Regions from separate parts of the Sus scrofa genome. Here region 1 is linked to region 2. The links are chromatin contacts, called in public HiChIP or PLAC-seq maps. All regions are on one chromosome and are shown on one strand. The core of a region is the stretch at or near the end of the contact, and the rest is flanking DNA. Distances in the headings are between cores, read along the strand shown. Region 1 overlaps PTPN14 (tyrosine-protein phosphatase non-receptor type 14). Region 2 has its middle 18 kb from the start of CENPF.

What was found. HiChIP or PLAC-seq counts read pairs in DNA pulled down with a chosen protein or histone mark.
Region 1: a contact with region 2 is called in an H3K27ac HiChIP or PLAC-seq map of skeletal muscle. The contact joins two enhancer-like sites. A contact is called at or near these places in 1 of 5 promoter capture datasets (liver) and 1 of 2 datasets of contacts at active chromatin or transcription factors (skeletal muscle).

The regions. Positions count from the first base shown.
Region 1 is chr9:129,168,985-129,174,738 of Sscrofa11.1, reverse strand. The region is part of intron 4 of PTPN14 (tyrosine-protein phosphatase non-receptor type 14); the gene reads right to left. Among named protein-coding and RNA genes, the nearest start is that of PTPN14, 57 kb to the right of the region's middle. Within about 2 kb of position 3,473, at least 6 of the 83 cell types and tissues checked have an H3K27ac peak or open chromatin away from gene starts, as enhancers often do. A contact at or near this core is called in skeletal muscle, where this site is marked.
Region 2 is chr9:129,027,518-129,033,936 of Sscrofa11.1, reverse strand. No RefSeq gene overlaps it. Among named protein-coding and RNA genes, the nearest start is that of CENPF, 18 kb to the right of the region's middle. Within about 2 kb of position 4,481, at least 12 of the 83 cell types and tissues checked have an H3K27ac peak or open chromatin away from gene starts, as enhancers often do. A contact at or near this core is called in skeletal muscle, where this site is marked.

The sequences.
Region 1 (5,754 bases), core at 2,224-4,723, 140 kb before region 2:
AGGATGCGCAATGGCAGAAGCGAACCCTAAGGTGAGCCATGGACTTTGAGTGATGACAACGTGTCGATGTGGGCAATCGCAGCAAAAATTCTGGGAAGTGATCCTGATAATGGGGGAGGCTTACCTATGTTATTAGGGCAAGGGGTGTAGAGAAATCTCAGAACCTCTCTCAATTTTGTTGTCAATCTAAAACTGCTCCAAAAAAGTAGACTCTTACACAGAAAACAAAACTCCTTCAGCATGGGAACCACTTGGGTATGTGTGAATTGTTTAAACGGCTTTCTGAGCTACCAAGCAGCAAAGAAGAAACTTGGGGATGAATTGCAATCAAGGACCAGCAACAGCATGAAGCAAACCCTTGGGAGGGCAAATAGAGCACAAATCAAGAGGAACCAGGCCCACCTGAGTTGCACTCTATGCTGCTGCTAAACCAGGAATGAGTGTCTTAACTCATCGGCTCCAACTACACACCTGTCTGCCCCCAAACCAGGTGTTCATGATGTGACCTTCGGATTGACTGTGGGGAAAAGAGCACTAAATTGTATCTGGAAGCTGGGTGACTCAACTGCCCAAAGATCTGTCCTCCTGATAAAGAGCCAGGTTGGTGGCTAAAACATTGGCATAATAGCATTAACACTTCTGGTGAGCTGGCAGATGGAAGAACAGTACTGTGGATAGCTCTATGCCTGGTCTGAAGGAGAAAATAAAAAAAAAAATCAATGAGTAGGAGGCAAGAATGTCCTCTCTATGGGTAGGCTATCAAGCTATGAAGGGGCCATGGAGGAACCTTAAAGGCATAGCACTTAATGAAAGAAGCCAGGCTGAAAAGGGTAGATACTATATGATTCCAACTACCTGGCATTCTCAAAAAAGGCAAAACTATGGAGACAGTAAAAAGATCAGGGGTTGCAGGGCAGAGCATAGATAAGCTAATCAGAGACACTATCCCTAATTAGAGGGAGCGCCGACGTTGCCACCATTCAGCAACTGCCAAAAGAGGCCAGTTCTTCTGTCAATGAAGTAACACCCCAGAAAGGAGTACGAAATACCAACTATGGGCTTAATAAACGTTTGAGGAATAAATGATGGAATGCAAGTAATTAATTAATTATATATTCCAAGAGACTATGATAAAAATAGACGTCCCCAGCCTATATTAAATCACATGGTTGGACACAGAGGGTAATCTGATGGTTACTGGTGATCAGGAAAGTGAGGACGGATAGAAGCGAATGGGGAGACCACAGGGGACTAGGATTCTATTTTCTTCAATCCACCTTCCTAGCATCAGAGCAGGACAGCGTGAAGAAGATGCCTTCTTCAGCTGTTCTAAGCGAGATGTGCTAGTCTACCCAACTCACACGCACCCACTAGACTCCAGGAACAACCCACTCCAGGAGTTCCTGGTGGCCTAGTGGTTAAGGATAGGGCATTGTCACTGCCATAGCTTGGGTCACTGCTGTGGTGCGGGTCCAACCCTGGCCACGGTACAGATGCCATGGGTGCAGCCACAACAAAACAAAAACAAAACAAAAAAGAAACAATCTATGATTCTATATTGGCCCAAAGTCAAGTGAAAAACCAAGCCTAGGGAACGCCCTCCAGCTGTGGAGACCTCCAGACTTAGATAAGTGTTGGAAGGGAATGATCTGCCATTGATTACATTTTTTTTTTTTTTTTTCTGTTCACAGTGACAGTCTGAGAATCCTTCCTGCCTTTAGTTGTCTTCTGCCAACCTCGTCTCTGGGTTCTGACATCTCTGTCCTCTGTATGATCAATACAGCGGCCACATCCTCCCTCCAGTGTCCCTGCCATGGAAATTATGACCTAACCAGGTTTTGTCCCTAACTAAGAGCTAACCAAGTCTAATTTTACACTCTGGCTGCTGTTTTTACTTAGCAACCAATTACATTTTAAATATTTTTCATCACTGGGCTTTAGGCTTTAATGATTCCAGCTGTAGACACCCACTTATCCCATGCTCTCTTGGTCACTTAATGCATGTTTCCTTGTATTCACAGCTTAAAAATGTCTGAAGACTAACAGAGTGACCCATAGAAAAGTATATTTTAAAACACCGGCAGACAAACAAACAAACAAAAACCCAATAAGCTGGATGGGATATTCATTAGAAATAGCAAAACAGCTACTACGTCTGCTTAGAAGTCAGAAGTATAGGAGATACCTTGAAATTCTGATGGACGACCTAAATTTCCATTGTGTGGACCTTTCGTGCCCATCCCAGCCCACTTTCTGTCTGGCCAGCAAGATCCATGCTCACCTTCTCCCCAGTCATAGCACTTCAATATCACAGACTTTGTATGTTTCTAATGATGACAGACTCAACCATCTCTATCAAGCCATAAGCACTTTGAGGGCAGGGACCACCCCTCGACTATCCACAGACCCAGTAAATGATCCCAGACCCGGTAACTGTGCAAAAAACACTATATAATCATTTACTGACTCAGAGAAGCCCCATGGGTGAAAGAGAATGCTTTTTTGGAAGGTGGCCACCCAAGGAGTTGGCATAAAAGAATAGTAGACTCAGCAGCAAAACAAAACCCGCAAATCACCTATACTCCAGGTATTGCTTAAGATAAAGCCTTTCCCAGCCACCAAAGTGGAATAATTCATCTAGCCTCTGTGTTCTCACAGCGTTTGGCAACTCTGAGGTGGTACTGACGGGGCAATGTGTTTCATTAAGTGGATTTATTTCTGCCCCCTTGGCTACTTTATAAGCTTATTTTGTACATCTTTGTATTTCACCTCAATGTCTAGCATGAAGTGGGTCTGTGCCGCATCTTTACATTAGAGCAAGACATCATGGCAGCCATACATGATGGGGCCTTACCTTAAAGCCAGTTAATTACAGACTAGCTGCAAGGAATCTTTACATTGTTCCTAGGGTCCTCTGCAAGAAATAATAAAAACCCACCGCATAGCCATCAAAAACCATGGAAAATTTGAATTGTCCACAATCGAAATCTTAACCAATTTCTCTAGATGTTAAGAAAGCAGAAGACGCACACAGTCCTTGACTGTAATAGTGCTTTACATTCGTAGAGTTGTTTTCCACGTGTTTCATGTTCAGGATGACATGTCACTTCATATTCACAACCCTCCAAGCCACTCACTACGGTTTCCCATTTACCTGTGAGGAAGGAGAGACCCAGACAAGGCAAGGGGACTTGCCAAGACTCCTGATGTTGCTGTCAAGTGCTCTTGCCATACAACATTGTAGACTGTAGTTTCCCTAAGTCTGGTGCATAAAACTTAAAGGAGAAATTGGAAGGAAGGAAAAAACTACAGAAGGTTGTAAACACATTACAACATGAAGCCACTGACCATTTACTGAGTTTTTACTGCTAGAAATGAATCCTGCTTTTCTTCTGCGGAATCTTCAAAAGCAGCTGAGAATATCAAATGTGGCAACAACTGCCAAAGATAAAATACCAAACCAGCAAACATCTCATTGCCCAAGAATCTAGCATCGTCCCAGGCTGTGCTTTCTGCCAAAACTGTCCTTGATATTTTGAGGCATGAAAATGTCTCTGTGCAATTCTTCCTCTCAAACCCCTTCTGGGGCTCAAGGATTAAAGGACTAGAGATCCCATTTGGTGACTGCAATTTTAAAATATTTTTGGAGTTTTATTTTTCTTAGAATTTTATTTGCATAGAAAGTGAAGTTTTAAACAGAGCTTCTGAATAATACTTATTACAGAAAAACGATTAACATAGTATTAGACGTTCTTTCTTCTTGTAGAATTTTAGTTTCCTAACTGCTCCAGTCTCTACACAACCCTCAATACTTAATAAACTTTAAGACAGGAGCTTTAATTTCCTAGAAGAGAAAATGATGCCCCAAAGTGACAAGGAACTATACACAGGTGCAAAGAAGCCCTTTGTTTAGGTGTGGGGGCAGGGAAGGGGGGCTGTCAAGATGGAAAGTGCAATTCCCACATCAAAGGAAATCCCTCTTGCCTTATTTCTTCTACTTCATGCAGAAGGTGCTAGAAACGCATTTCTCTTTTGCATTCTATGTTTAAGAATTTAAAAGTTATCTCATTAGAAACCAGAATAAAAACACATCATATGTTTTTTTAGAAACCAAAGACCCAAGTACATAAAACTAAGAAAGGTGCCAGTTCTGGAGAATCACTGGCTGCACTGGGCCTGAGGCCATGTTCAATGGACAGGAGTCCTACAGAAAAGTACTCAAACTCTCCCTTAAACAAAAAGCTCAGTGGGCTTCTCCAAAAAAATTAAGACTGCAGAAAATATATGGCCTCCTGTATTTTGTTAATACGTTCATGAAGCTAGCACAAAATCCATTGGTTAGTAATCATAATAAAAGCTGTCAAATTCTATTAATAGAATTTTTTTTTTTAGTCTTTTTGTCTTTCTTAGGGCCACACCCACAGCATATGGAGGTTCCCAGGCTAGGGGTCTAATCACAGCTATAGCTGCTGGCCTACGCCAGAGTCACAGCAACTCTGGATCCGAGCCGTGTCTGTGACCTACACCACAGCTCATGGCAACACTGGATCCTTAACCCACTGAGCAAGACCAGGGATCGAACCCGCAACCTCATGGTTCTTAGTCGGATTCGTTAACCACTGAGCCATGATAGGAACTCCCCTATTAATACAATGATTTCTTAATCTCGTATAGCACTTCTGTTCAAGTGAAGCCAACACAGAATCGATTTTGTAAAATATTAGATATGTACAAGTAAATATATTCAATTATTCATTATCTTTAAAAACTATAAGTATTTACTACTATCAAATGATGTACAGAACCATGCCACATTGCAAGTACATGTCATATATACGTGTAGAGTCTATATCCCCCACCGATATTCCAGTGGCTTCCTTAAAATGAGGGCTGCCCATGTCTCAGGATGTTCTCTTTTAAGACCATGGTGAATGAACTGGAGTCATACGCAGCTCAATGAACTGGAGTCATCACGACTAGATGGAGCTCCCCCACTGCCCGCATGAGGCACAAAGGGACCGTGTTCTCCGCTGTGGCAGCTGTTGGCATGCGTGGGGCTACATTCGTCCATTCAATAAAACTCAACGAGCATCTACCACAGGCCAGCGGTGGTTCTTGGCACTTGGGAGACAGCGGTGCCTAGAAAAATCCCCATCCCTGCTCTTGTCCATGTAGGTTACATTATGGTGGAGACAACAAGCAATAATGAAGTAAATAGAGAAAATCAGAGAAGAGGTACAGAGGAACAAAGGGGGGCAAAAAGGAATACGAGTAGCCAAGGGGAGGTGGTCAAGAGAGGTGTCTCTGATAAGATGAACTCTGAGCAGAGACCTGAAAGAAGTGAGGAGCCAGCCATGGAGGGGCTGGTTCCAAGCAGACAAACAGCAAGTACGAAGGCCTTCAGGAAAGTGTGCGGCGATGTGTACAAGAACGGCAAGATGGCCAGGGTGACAGAGACTGAGACAGGGGACGACACTCGGCAGGGAAGGATGGGCGAAAGACAGGGAGTCGTACAGATCCTAAAGGGCTCCCCAGGCAAAATGTAAGGATTTTGACTATTCTAAGGAAGGTGACAAATCCGGAGAAGGAACTGAGCAAAGAAGCCACATTAACTGCCATATGTTTACAAGGATACTGGCTGCTGCGTAGACCCCGGACCTGTAAGGGGTAAGGGTGGAAGTCAGGACATGAGTCAGGAGAAACGCTGGACTGAGCTAGAAGAAAAGCCCCGGACCTGGAAGGAAGCGGTCAGTC
Region 2 (6,419 bases), core at 3,232-5,731:
TGAATCAGCCTGCATTTTCCCATCTCCTCAGCCAATATACTGGGCCAGGCTGTAACCATTTCTGAGCTGGACAACCACAGTAACCTTCGAAGTGCTTGTTGGCCTCCATTCTCTTCTTCACAAAACAGGCATCTTTCTCTGGGTTAAAAACTTTCAGTGGCCTCCTACAGGAGTTTGAAAAATAAGTTCAAGTATTTTACTAGCATCCTGTATGATCTGACCTCTGCAAATCTCTCCAACCTCGTCTTGGGCCATCTCTTTTTTGCTCCCTGTGCCCAAGACATACTGATTTTTTTTCACATCCTTGTTCATCCCAACCTATTTCCCACATCAGGATGTTTGGGTATGGTCTTCCCTCTGAAGGGACATAAATAACCTCTACTGTGCATATACTTGCTTCCTTACTCACTAAAGGTCAGTCTACTGTCGTCTCCTCAGTCTTCCTTGATGATTCTCTGTAGCAAGATTCTCCAGAAAAACAGAACCAGTGGAGATAGATAGACAGACAGACAGACAGACAGATATTTAATGGAGAGAATGAGTGGCAAGTCTGAAATCTGGAGGTCGGCCCAGCAAGCTGGAAACCCCCAGGCAGGATCTACTCCTGTGGTCCTAGGACAGAACTTCTTATCTTCCACAGGGAAGATTTTTTTTTTTTTTTTTGCTCTAAGATTTGCTACTAAGGCCTTTGAACTGATTTGATAAGGTCTATCCTCATTATATAGGATTATCTCCTTTATTTAAAGTCAACTAAAAACTAAAAAAATTAGGTCAAGTTATTGTAGACTTTCATTACATCTTCAAAATACCTCTACAGCAACATCTGGTTAGTATTTAACCAAATGGATATGCTAGCCTAGCCGAGTGAACGCATAAAGCTAATCAGCACACCCTGCTAGAAGTATGGAGCTCTTTTTCATCTATTTTTATGTGGTTGGCATATTCGTCTTATTTTCTTACACCAGGTACCTTGGTCCAAGGTCTAGAATTTTTTTCTCCTTGTTACTCTTCAGAGTGGGACTAAGGCACTCCAGGTATGTGATAGAATTTCTAGGGTAGAGTATTGCTCCCACAAGTTTCCCCTCACTCATATTTGTCCAGTTTAAACTTTGCCAGTTAGAGATGATTTAAGTGCCAAAATGTAAACTCCACAAGGTGTAGTAATAACTATCCCGGTATCGTAAATTCTAAGCTGATCTTGGAAGGAAAAGGAAAGGAGACAGTTAAGCACAGTTTTGAGGAGGGCTCGCTCTGACTCTCAGAGGAAACTATCCTCACTGATCCCTTTTCCATCTAGTCGTACTGTTTACATCTGCTTTCATTTCCTCCTCTCTCTATTTTTTCTTTTTAATATTTATATGTGTATATATAAATATATATTTGGCTGTCCCCGAGGCATGTGGAAGTTCCTGGGCCAAGGATCAAACCAGCACCATAGAAGGGAACCAAGCCTCTGCAGTAACAGCCCCAGATCGTTAGCCTGCTGTGCCACCAGTTCTTGTGTGATGCAGCAGGTTAGGGATCCAGCATTGTCCCTGCAGTGGCTTGGGGCACTGCTACGGTGTGGGTTCCATCCCTGGCCTGGGAACATCCGCATGCCACAGGTGCAGCCAAAAAAGAAAAAGAGTTTTTTCCTCTTCCTTCTAATGACTCATAATGGTGGATATAAAATACACATTTTTATACAGTAATAGGATGAGCACACATTATAAAATGACAGAGGAAAAGATGTGGGAGAGACAGCGTCTCGATTGCGTTCCAGCGCAGGCAAAATTCGTAAGCAAATCCTACAGAAAACAATGCACAATTCTCCCCTTCCCAGCAAAAGGCGAGGCGTGAAAAACACAGACGTTCACTAACTGTAGTCAAGTGGATTTGGCCATATTTATGCTAAGGTTCCCAAACTTGGCAAAATCTAGAGTATTGACAAACTGAAAACAGGTCAAGACCAGAAATGATTTTCACATTAAAGTGCATCAATATTAAACAAGTGACACTCTCCTGGAACGTTGGCACAACTGAGTGACGAAGAAGAGGCGAGCTGGGGAGGGGACTGTGGCCCACTTGTTTTGCCTCTTTCTCCCGATAATGATCTTCCACCCAACAGACTGAGCCCCTGGGGGGAGGGGGAGGGCAGGAGTGGGGACGAAATTATCTTCTAAATTATCTTCAATTTAGTCTGCTTCGCTTTTCTGTAGAAGTACCAACAGAAGGGAACAGAGGTTGAAGTAAATGAGGTGGAAATAAGATTCTGAATTATCAGTGTATTTCAATTATCTCTGCTCACCCTTGCAGGTTGACTGCACTCAATTTCCTTTAGACTTCCCTAGGTAGGGAAGTCTAGACTCATGAGAAAGAATGATTTCTCTCTCATGCAAGCTCTAGTCCCCGTACCAAACTCTAATATTTTTAAGGAAGATTACAAAAAACTTAGGAAGGCCTAAATAGAAAAAAACATGTCTACATTTTGATTCATATAAAACGTCTTTAAGACATTTTTGTTAATAGAGAGAGGGTTTTTCCTAGTATTTCTGGACCATATGTCCGAAGAGTCCCTCCAGGTCACCTCTCTGCGTATGTGCCCCAGAGTCGAGGAAAAGAAGTAACATTATACCCCCTCTATGTACACACTTTTCCTTCAGTTCTTCCTGTCTTTGTTGGAGAAAGAGCTTCCATTCTTTTGGAATGCTTTTTTTTTTTTTAATTTTTATTTTTTTTTGTCTTTTTGCTGTTTCTTGGGCCGCTCCCACTGCATATGGAGGTTCCCAGGCTAGGGGTCCAATCGGAGCTGTAGCCACCGGCCTACACCAGAGCCACAGCAACGCGGGATCCGAGCCGTGTCTGCAACCTACACCACAGCTCACGGCAACGCCGGATCGTCAACCCACTGAGCAAGGGCAGGGACCGAACCCGCAACCTCATGGTTCCTAGTCGGATTCATTAACCACTGTGCCACGGCGGGAACTCCATGGAATGCTTTTAAATTCTCATGTCAGAGAACCTTTACCGAAGCCAAACATGGGCCTCGGTTGATTCCAGTGGATTCGGCTGAACTAAGACTATGCCTGGATGGAACAGCAGGTGAAGTCAGTTATGTTCCACCTACATCTGTGGATGTAGAAAACCATGATAAAAGCCAGGCAGGGAGATCATAAGGTTATTTATTTTTTGAAGAAAAGAAAGAATTGGACAGCCAGAAAAGAAAGGAGAAGGGCTTTTGTCTCTACAGCGTCTATAAGAAACAGTGAAAATATTAGCAGCCTGATGAGGGCGGAGAGGATGGAGAGCATCCCAGGGGAACGTTCTTTATTTGCAAGGATGCTTAGAGGATCTGGTGTTGGACCTGGAAGGGGGTGAGAGGTTGGGTTAAAGAGGTGGGGAGAGAGAATTATAAGGAGAGGTTGGAAGGGGGCACAAAGGTTGGAATGAGCACACTGGTGGGGGTGGGGGAGGATGCGTACTGAGGAGGCTTGTTTGTCTACCCAAGGGAGGGGCTGCCTCAGAAAAGGACACAAGCCTCTTCTCTGAAGGAGGGTCAGGGACGGGCCTCGCTGTGGCCCGGGCGTGGCCTGCGCTGCTTCTGTCTGGCAGAGATCCTTCATTGAGAGCCTTTGCACTGCCAAGGAAATTCGCCCCCAGATCAGCTGAGTTAAACTTCAACTCTTCCCGGCCCCACCACCAACCCTTCCGGATCTTGTCCTTTGGCCATAAGACCTTTAAAATTGCTGAAAGAATGGGGCAGAGAAGAAGAGGTTAATGGTTTTTCCTAAGCAATTCATGTGGGCATGCTATTTGAATAACTAGTGTTCTAGGATTCTCTTCATTTATTTTCCACTAGAACATTCAGCCTCATAACTACTCCTTGCAAGGACAATTCTGGAATTCCCTGTCTTTATCTGTATCTTTCTCTCTCCCTTTCTTTGTTACAAACATGCACACGCACAGCCAGAGTTTCCTGTAGGTTCTGACCTGGGCCCATGTAAGAGCACCAGCTGTAAAGGTAGCAGAGGAAATCTCAGCATTTGACTTTCAGCTCCTTATAAACATAGGACTGTGCATACAAGTTGCATACAAAAACACGGAATTATACTACTTGAAAAAAATCTGGCATTTCCCCTAGAAGGAAAAAAATAAAAATCCTGTTGGCCTGAGAATCTTGAATGGTTCTTTTTCTTTTTCTTTTCTTCCTTTTAATTCCTGAATCTTACCAAGAAGATCCCGGGGAATGATTCGCGTTTTCCAAGTGTGGGTCTCAGTTATTTTGAAACCCTCCTCTTTGGGAGCTACTCAGGTGTGTGGATCTTTGTAAAGAGATGGTCTTTGCCCAAATACCTAACTCAGTCTGCTCTCCTGTTCTCTTTCCGTGAGATCCAAATCTTTACGATGAACTTAAAAAAACAAAAAACACCTGGTCTGGCACCCGGTGCAGATTCTGCAACTCTAAGAACCAAACCATTCACCGCCTGGCCTTCGGGTCGGGTCTGCCAGCCAAGAGGGAACAGGAAGCTTGCCTCTGAGTCCAGGACTATGGAATGCAAACCCCCAAGCAGTTATTTGCTGTGGTTTTCAGCTTTGTCTTGGAAATTAAGAACAACGTGAACTCTTTTCTAAGTAGCATTTTAGTCAATAAATACCAACCTAGCACTTGAAGTCTTTGAACCTACTCCAGTAGGCACCCTTTGCACAATATTTTAACACTATATTAGTTTTTAAAGCCAATCTAATCTGGGTACAAGTGTACGGAGTGCCCAGATCGCCTGGCTCATTAGGTTGCTATTTAAGACCAAGGAAGATCAAATACCCTCACCTAAAAATCCTTAGTAGGCATTTCACTGCTTTATGTAAACCTCGGCCAGCTGCTGGACTGTTTTTCTCATGGGCCACACTAGAGTTGCAGTTTTCAGATTTGTAGAGGGGTAGGGGGCCATGAGAGAGAAAGGGCCGGAGTTTCATGCAGCTAATGCAGATGTGCATTTAGACCAAATGTCTGCTGGCAATCCAATTTAATAGCTCATTTCCAAATCCTTTCTTGGAAGAAGAATTCAGATTACATAATCATGAAAAACAAACCTGTTGCCACCCAGCATGAACTAACATGTTACAGTACTTTATGGCTGAGGGTTATTAAGCCCAGAACCCAGTTTCATGCACAGAAGAGAACACTGGGAAAATGAAAATATGCCAGTCTTGTCAGAGTAATGCCACTTAGTAGCAGTTCACTTTTCTTGTTACTTCACACTACCTTAAGACTGTGGGTTGATTAAGTAGGTTCTCATTTACTGCTGATTAAGGCCATATGATTATTAGCAACCTAAGAGCCTATTAGAGCAATGCGTTAGGTAAGCTCTTCTTAGTGGGATGACCACCTTGGGTGGTCCTAGGCATCCCGAAATTCCCACCACATGCATCCTCCTGCTGGGTTGCCTTTGCTGACACTGCAGCCCTGGGCAATGGCAGTAATGACCTTTGATTCTCGTGCAGCTGTTCACAGCACACACTGTTAAATTCACCCAAAGAAGCCTGGTATTCTGAGTCTTTAAATGTCTCAATTCCGGTAGCCTTAGAAACTAAATCTAAGCTAGATTTTAATCGATGTTTCCCAGCTTAAGAGCCATACATAGACTCTCTCCTAAGACTCTTACTTGAGGTTCCCAAAGGAAATCTATTCATATCAGCTGTGGGGCTGAGTCGATAGCCAGGCATTCAAAGGGGTTTCTTTCTCATTTCAGACAGGTAACCCAATAAAAAGAATGTTTTGTTTTTGGCCGCACCCTCGGCCTGTGGAAGTTCCCAGGCCAGGATGGAACACCAGCCACAGCAGTGTCCCAAGCCGCTGCGGTGACAATGCCGAATCCTGAACCCGCTGCCCCACAGGAGAACTCCTAAAAAAACTTTTCTGCCTCCAGCAAAAAGTTGACCTAAATTTCTATTTTCAACACAGAAGTGAAAAAAAGAAAACAATCTGACTCATCAAATTAGGCAACCACCAACTCATCATCGTATAAACTTTCCTGTGATTAACATACCTTATGAACTAACCAGGAGGTGGAAAATCCCCTTGGTTCACCCAGCAGAAAACACAGGTGATTAGAGGACCTAGCCTCTCCAGAACTGTAAGTACCAACAGTCCCTTCTGAGTACTTACCATGTGGCCCGGTACTAAAAGCTTTACACAGATTATCTCACTTAATCCTCATAAGAGCCCCGTCAAGTCGAGGAATTTGCCCGATGTCCCACGGCTGGTAGGTGGTAGGTGGAAGCCCTGGAGGTGATCCTCAGTTTGATACCCGTGGCCCTGCGCTGCACTGCGCTGCCTCCTGGTTACCAGGCAGCAGGGGAATTGAGAAGGCAAGGAAAGCACTCTTCAGATGCTGCGGACACCAGATCACCTGTATACGTCCTGAACACATCATCTGTCA